2 separate regions of the Mus musculus genome follow, and region 2 is linked to region 1. A link is a contact called in public Hi-C data. All regions are on one chromosome and are shown on one strand. Each heading gives the region's core, a stretch centred on a gene start, on an enhancer-like site or on the middle of the called end of the contact. The rest is flanking DNA. Distances are from core to core; before and after follow the strand shown.

Region 1 (3,522 bases), core at 990-3,489:
CCTGTTAAGGGAGGCCCAGGGGAGACAACCACTTGCCTGGCACCAGATGGCTGGTGAAAGATTTGGAACCAGAATTCCACCCAAGGAGCCTCTGATTTGACCTTTAACCCCAGTGTGTTCTCATGCTACTTCCGAACCTTTCGCAGTAGGCCCCCTGCCAGCGCAGACTCAGATGACAAGGGTGGCATGTGGGACACGGGAGGACAAAGCTGTGGCCTTTTCCTCTGGCAACACTCATATCTCTAGTTCACTGATGACTCCAGAATGAGGCTCAGAGATCATCACTGTGCCACCCTGCCGGGACTCCTCAATTCTCTGAGATAAAGTCCCATCCTTTAGCCAGGTGACCTGGGATGTGCCATGTCTGGGTCCAGCTCACTGTGGATTTGTTCTTCGGAGCATGCTTTGACCTGTCCTTCCTTTAGTGCCTACCCTTTAAGGCCTCTGTCCTTCAAATCCCCCTCTGGTCCCTTACCTCAGGTGCAGCCCAGGGCATTTTTCAACCTGTAAGCTTTAACACCCAGGTGTCTTCTCTTCCTTGCCAGGCTGTGAGGTCCTGTGAGGGATGGAGCTCAAGAAGTAGTGTCCCAAACAGGACAAAGCATGAGGGAGGCACCTACTGCTCAGGCGGAGTTGGGGGCGTGATGGAAACCGGCCAATCCCTGGTAGTAGGCAATCCATCTCTGGGGACTTGAAAACCAAAAGCTTATCTTGGGAGGGCTCTAAGGGGTCGCTTGTCCTAGTGCAGTGGGAAAAGGTGGGGCTGAGTCCTTGTCAGCTTCCTGCTAAGGCTTCAGAAGTGTGACCGTGTGTAATCCATCCCAGGCCCCACAGAAATGGTCCTCACTCCCGTCCCCAGTAGGACTCACCCCATCCCCAGAACCAAACGTTGCTGTCTTTTAAGTCCCCTTTCCCCTATCTTCTCCAGATTCTTTTGCAGAGCCCTGACAGTCAGAAGTGCCTGAAGAATCCTATGCTGGAGGCTGCTCCTTACCCCCAGCCCTTTCCCCAGGTCCGACTGCCTTTCCAGGGAAAGCAGGGGGCGTCAGCTTTTGGCATTTTCTCACCGGTGCCAAAGGCTCAACCTTTGCTTGCCTGACTGGAGATATACCCTGCACACATCAGGACCAGTAAGAGGTAGGCGTGAGGCCGGCTAGTCCACGTGCCATGCTGACGGTGGCAAGAGAGGCGACTGCAGCAAGATACTGTGAACAATAAAGCCACTTGCAGGCTCTCTGACTAGCATCAAGGGTAGGTGTCAACCATGGTAGGGGAGTGATGACACATGTGAATGTGACAGAGGATGCAGTATAGACACTGTCTTGGGTCACCAAAGGCACAGGGAGCTGCAGGGGGTAGTATGGCCAGACCAAGCAAGTCACTGCCTCCCAGGGTTACATCTACTGTGAGTCTCCGCTGGGGCTGCTTCCTCACTTAGGTAAATCTGTAACATCACTTCCACAGCTGACACCCTAAGCCCTCTAATCAAATATAAGGGAGAGGGTGTGTTTGTGTGTGTGTCCCCGCACCATAGCTCTGCTGACAGATGAGAGGACAGAACTCCAAGTCAGAGGCCTTGTCACAACACCCCACATCTTTGCCTGGCTTTACCATCTACTGATGTCCTTGTTGCTCAGGGAACACTAGGTTCTCTTAAGAGTCATGTACTGGGCTGGAGAGATGGCTCAGTGATTAAGAGCACTGTCTGCTCTTCTAAAGATTCTTGAGTTCAATTCCCAGCAACCACATGGTGACTCACAACCATCTGTAAAGGGATCTGATGCCCTCCTCTGGTGTGTCTGGAGAGTCATGTGCTGCTTCTGCCTTGCAGCTACTGGCCCTTGGTGACAGTGACTACCCTCTACAGGTCACTTCTGGGCATCCAAAGCCCTTTGTGCTGTCCTGCAAGCAGCAAGGCAGTCAGAACGAGCAGGGTGTGAGCTCCTTCAGCCAGACCTGGATGTCTGCCTTGGCTTGCTCTCTATAGAACCCAGTGCCAGCTACAGAGGGATCCCACAAACTCTTCCAAGGGAAGGACCGAGCAGGTAGAGGGCCCTGTCTTGGGGCATAGATAGGCCTCCCCAAGCACATTCTACCCTATAGACTTGTCTCACAGAAGGACCCGAGGCCAAAGTGAAAACGGCCAGAGACTGAGATGCAGCACAGCTGGAATTCTGATGTCAGTTTGCACCCTGTGTGTGTGGGGCTGCCATTCCCCCGCCTGGCCACTGGCAGCAGGCCTGAGGATGTGAGAAACCACACACTGCACACAGGCTGGCAAAGGTGGTGCTTTCCCAGGCAGCAGTACTCAGAGTACCATGGCTGTTCTGGAAGGCACCTCTCCCCAGTTCTCCTTTCTTCAAGGAAAGGATGCCTAGCTGAGCACAGATCATCATGGGTGGTATTCTACTGGCTCTGAACAAGCACAAATCCAACCCTTCAGCTCCAATTCCTTGTGCTAGGAGAATGGTCCGTACACAGTAGTCCTGTGTGATGGATCAGATAGGAAAGATACAACAAACCAGATCTCTGGCTGGGCACAGTGCTCTTGTCCAACATGCTGGATGCCATTGGCTGGGGAAGTAGCCAGCCAGCCAGGGACACTTGCTGATGGACCCAGAAAAGGGAAGAGACTGGCTAAGTTAGGTTGTACAGTAAGCAGTGTATGGAAGGGCAGGACAGCTTCTACAGTCTTGGACTACAAAGTCTCATGATATGGCCTCAGCTGGCCTACAGCCTGCTGCAGAGACCAGGTCGGCCTCAAACTCAAGAGACACACTTACTTCTACCTCCCAGGTGTACAGATTAAAAGGACTGTGCCTCATGCCTGGCTAGAACAATAGGTTTCTTAACCGGACTACAAGCGATCGTCAAGGTTGGGGCAGGAAACAGGGACAGGGTGGGAACTACATTAGGTCATGTGGGCAAGGATCTGACTGGACTGGATGCTTGTTGCTTAGGAACAGATTATCATCATCCCAGCGCACAGATAAAGACTGGGAGGCTCAGAGTTGTGAAAGCCACAAGCCAGGGAGGGAGGTGGGCTCCTACTGGCTACCACAGCACCTAGGCCACTTGAATGGTAAGGCTATCACCATAAAAGCAGAACCAAGGTACTACCTCCCTAGGGGCCCCAACCCAACGAATATGCAAGGCAGGGATAAAGGCGCCAAGCTTCTGGCTTCTGGCATCTACCTGTGACTTGGTTTCAATGCATATTAGGTAATGAGGAGACAAGGGGTGGAAACATGGCTGACCCTAGACTCACTGGGGTCAGCTCAGCAACTGGCTGCAGACTCCTTCAGTCCTAGCACATTACAGGTTCTCAGTAGACAGTTTTCCACAGGCACAGCTGTGCTGAAGTTCCCAAGGGTCCCAGCACCCAGGAGACTGCTTGGAGGCATTGCTCCATGTAACAAACCTGTAGGCTGGTACTTGACAAGACCCTGCCCTGGTACACATGGCTTCTGTTCCTTTTTCTATTGAACATCTAACCAGGTCTTTTGTAGTGGCCTCACCATA
Region 2 (3,925 bases), core at 915-3,414, 290 kb after region 1:
GAAAAAAATCAGAAGAGGGACTCAGTGTGACAGGGACAGTTTGGCAGGGCCTCAGGGACAGGGGGCTAATGTGGTCTCATGGCAGGGATGCCCCGATGCCACTCTCCTGGAGCAGAAGAGGTGAGGGTGAGACTTTGAAAAAGGAGTTGAAGAATTGTGTCTCATATAAAGCCTGGGTCAGCGGCTGTTCAGTAAATCATCAGAGGCTGGAAAGCTGGCCAGGCCTACCCAGTGCAGGAGCTCCAGGCCTGCTGGCTGGGGGCTGCAGCGAGGATTTACAGGGGTTCCCGAACCCATGACCTTGGCTATAAATTTTTCAGTGCATATATGCATTTCCCTGGGGCTGCGGTTCAGAGCATTTATCAATTTTCAAAGGCTGAGAAGTGCTGGTCTAGTTCAATGCTCTCCCCACAGGGAGGGGAGCAGCCATACTCCCCAGTGAGGAGTCAGGACTGGGATTTGGAGACTCAAGTCCAACTGTGGCCTGGTTGAAACCTGGCTGTGTGACCTTAGGCTGGTCCCCTCACCTTGCTTGAATATCCTCTCTCTCTCTCCCTCCCCTCCCTCTCCCCCTCTCCCTTTCTCCCTCCCCCTCTCCCCCCCCCCCACACACACTCACACAAACACACACCCTTAAGGAGTTGCCTGGGATAGGGCTGAGATCAACAACATCAGCTTACTTACAGAAGATAAGGAAGCGGTACTCAGTCATTGAATCAATGAATAACTTTGAAAATCTATCTTTTTCAACTATGCTTTACCTATATATTTATTTAGAGAGAGCTTTACATAGCCCAGGCTGGCTTCCAACTTGATCTGTTAGCAGGGAATAACCTTGAACTTTTTTTTTTTTAATCTTCCTGCCTCCACCTCCAGAATGCTGGGAGTGTGCACTACAGTGTGCGCCACCACATAGGTTTCTGCAGTGCTGGGCTCAAACCCAGGGCTTTGTATGTGCTATGCAAGTACTCTACAACTGAGCTACGTCCCCAGCCCACTGCAAACTGTCTTTTATCCCTTCAGCAAATCTGTCTTGAGTATGTCACTTAAGACACTGGCTGGACAAAGAGGCACAATTCCTCCCTCTCCCCTGGCTGGGAGCTCAGGAGGAGAATGGACCATTGTTGCCATGACAACACCTTGTCCCATCACTGCTGTGACTATGGTGGCCTTGCAGTGACTGTCCTAACAAGGTCAGCACAGGACTCTAAGCTGAGTCCTGTGACTTAGTGACCTTGGTGAGGTCACCAGGCTTTGCAGAGGAGGCAGCAACTAAGCTGAGGCCTAAAGAAGGAGCAGCAGCTGGCCGGGAAAGAGCTCGGATGTGGCCTGGGGGGAGTGGAAATTCCAAACATCTCGGAATCAACCATGCACCAAAACCAATGGGAGAACTCCTCTGGACCCAGGCTAATGCCCTGAAACAGTCCACAGTCTCCTCATAATTTCTTACGCCCTTTATAGGTCAGATAACACATCGTAACCTCTGTCTCTGTGACCATCTGAGGGTTGTCCATTGAGTCCCCTGAGCATCAGTGGAATTTTCCATTACGGTTACACATGTTTACAGGAACAGACATTGGAGTAAGAAGCAATTTAGGTGGCAAAACATTTCCTTAGCAACATGTTCCACTATACGCCTTTTGGCTAGAGAGCTGTGGTAATCACGCTTTAGGGATGTTTCTTGTAAGGTTTGTCTAAGATAAGGGACTTGAACAAGCAGTAAGGACCAGCCACTCTTTAACTCATTCTGCTTTCCCACAATCCTTTAGTTTCTAGGTAGAGAGTTTCGTCAGGCTCTCCTAACATGAAGTCGTAATTTGATCTTATTAGGTGCATATGTAAGAGTGTAATGACATACTTGCATCATCTCTCTTTCATATACAAATGTCCAGGGACTAAAGAAAGCCAGGAGGTAACACCAACCGGCCTTGCTGTGTTGGTTGGCAGAGAAGCCGCAACCATATCTGTTTCCTCCACCTCCTGTGTCTGTTGAGATTCTGTGCACCTTCACTTAGAGTCAGTGAGCCGGAGACTTATGCAGGAGAGACTGGGGTGAGAGCCCAGCTAGGCAGTGCTGCAAGCTCCTGCTAACAGAGGTGCATGATCGCTGTGTGGCCTTCAGAGCTGTCCCAGGCTGGTGGAGTCCCAGGGTCACTGCTCCATTAGGGACTGTCTGAGTGATCACCTCAGTGGTGATTAATGCTGCTTCCCTCAGCCAGCCCCAGGTCTGCAGCCAAGAGCTGCTGTCATCTCTTTATTCTTCTGCCCTGCCATTATTGAAAATCAATAAACTGTCCCAGCCCAATGAAGTTCAGCGACTGGGGTGGAGTCCATAAATCAAATAAAAACTAAATTATATTTAAATAGGAATGAGGACTAAGAGGCTATGTTGGAGTGCAGCTGGGGTGCCCAATGGATAAAGAAAACAAACACACTGAGCCAGAAAGGTAAACGGCTGGCAAGCCTCTGGGGACATTGTGCCCCACTCTATATTATCCAGCTCTGAAGGGTGAGTCCAGCCCAGCTGGGACTCCCTCTGTGGTCACACAGTGGGGGATCCGCTGCTCAAACACAGGCCTTGAACTTCTCCAGGACCCACTGCGCTTCTCCCAACTGACTCCAGATCAACCCCAAGCAACAATGCATTGACAAGAATTTGAGAGGAAACGCAGGAGAGAGGGTCCACACAGTCAGGCCTATTGCTCTTTCCTTTATTATTCCTGCCTCTGGGTTCCTCTTTAAGACGCTAAATGGCGTCTGCTGTCAATCTCTGCCACCAGAAAGGGATCTGGAGCTTGTACAGGGCCGGGACACCAAGAAATAGCTAATATTCTGGCTGGAGGAGGATCTTCAGAAAGGTTTTGTCTTACTGGTGGGCCTGGCATAACTCTAACTAAGGTGTCTGGAGGCCTGGAAAGGATCTGACCCATTTGTGCTCCCAAACAAAACACAGTGCTACTTAAAGGAACACAAAATCCAGCAGTGATGCATAGAAAACGTGCAGCGCCTGCCTACAAGGGGAAAATTTACCCAGTGGTCTAAGAAGTAGGAAAATATGGGCAGTAACTCGATACAGATGGTGATGAAATCAACAGATGAGATCATTAGAGCAGCGACCCACAGGTTCAATGAGACCCCAACGCAGGGAGACTTAAGATCCCCGGGGACACAGGAAATGGGATCTATCTGTGCGAGTAACTTGCTCAGTGAGAAAGGCATAGATTACTGATGCTGGCCACAGCACGAGCAGATTTTAAAACCATTATGCTGATTGCACGTAGACAAAATTCTGGGGAAAAAAGCAAAACTATGGTAATAAGAAGCAGATCCCTTGCTGTAGAATGGGTTGGGGAAGGAACTGACCTGTAGAGGGTGCAAAGGAGCTGTTGGTAGGGGTCAGTGGGAGCGCTCTTGTAACTGTGCGTATAGATTTGTCAGAACTCATTGTTAGAGGGATGGAGAGATGGTGACGTCGTGGTAGTTAAGAGTTGCAGCCGCTCTTCCAGAGATTGCAATTCAGTCCTCAGCATCACATAACAGCCTGGAATTCCAGCTCCAGCAGGATCTGATAACCTTCTCCTAGCCTCCAAGGGCACCTGCACTCCTGTGCCTGTACCCCATAAACACACACACACAAAACACACATAGTCATGTACACATAAAGAAAAATGAATCTTAACAACAACAACAATAAAACCTCATTGTGGAGGAGGATACGGCGTGGCTATAAGAAGATGATGTGAGAGATCTGTGGGCATGAAGTCATCAGTATCTGGACTGTGGTGATTGACATACCAACCTAAAAATGATGTCATGGGTAGAACCAAACACACTCATACAGATGAGCACAAGCACACTTGGAGAGAGAGAGAGAGAGAGAGAGAGAGAGAGAGGGGGGGGGGGAGGGGGAGGGGGAGGGGAGGGA

The links. Hi-C and Micro-C count contacts between places; a contact is called where the count stands out from the background.
Region 2: a Hi-C map of the N1E-115 cell line shows a contact between it and region 1, with 5 times the contacts expected there. The contact joins two enhancer-like sites. A contact is called at or near these places in 1 of 15 datasets of contacts at CTCF or cohesin (large pre-B cells), 2 of 484 Hi-C or Micro-C datasets (the N1E-115 cell line and cerebellum) and 2 of 115 datasets of contacts at active chromatin or transcription factors (VIP interneurons and embryonic basal ganglia).

The regions. Positions count from the first base shown.
Region 1 is chr4:45,440,177-45,443,698 of GRCm38.p6, forward strand. The region is part of intron 5 of Shb (src homology 2 domain-containing transforming protein B); the gene reads right to left. Among named protein-coding and RNA genes, the nearest start is that of Gm46852, 33 kb to the left of the region's middle. Within about 2 kb of position 2,240, at least 36 of the 459 cell types and tissues checked have an H3K27ac peak or open chromatin away from gene starts, as enhancers often do. A contact at or near this core is called in the N1E-115 cell line, where this site is marked.
Region 2 is chr4:45,727,852-45,731,776 of GRCm38.p6, forward strand. It overlaps Gm31563 (a long non-coding RNA gene), which reads right to left. Exons shown (of 4, transcript XR_881227.1): 2 at 3,364-3,610. Among named protein-coding and RNA genes, the nearest start is that of Gm31563, 10 kb to the right of the region's middle. Within about 2 kb of position 2,165, at least 30 of the 459 cell types and tissues checked have an H3K27ac peak or open chromatin away from gene starts, as enhancers often do. A contact at or near this core is called in the N1E-115 cell line, where this site is marked.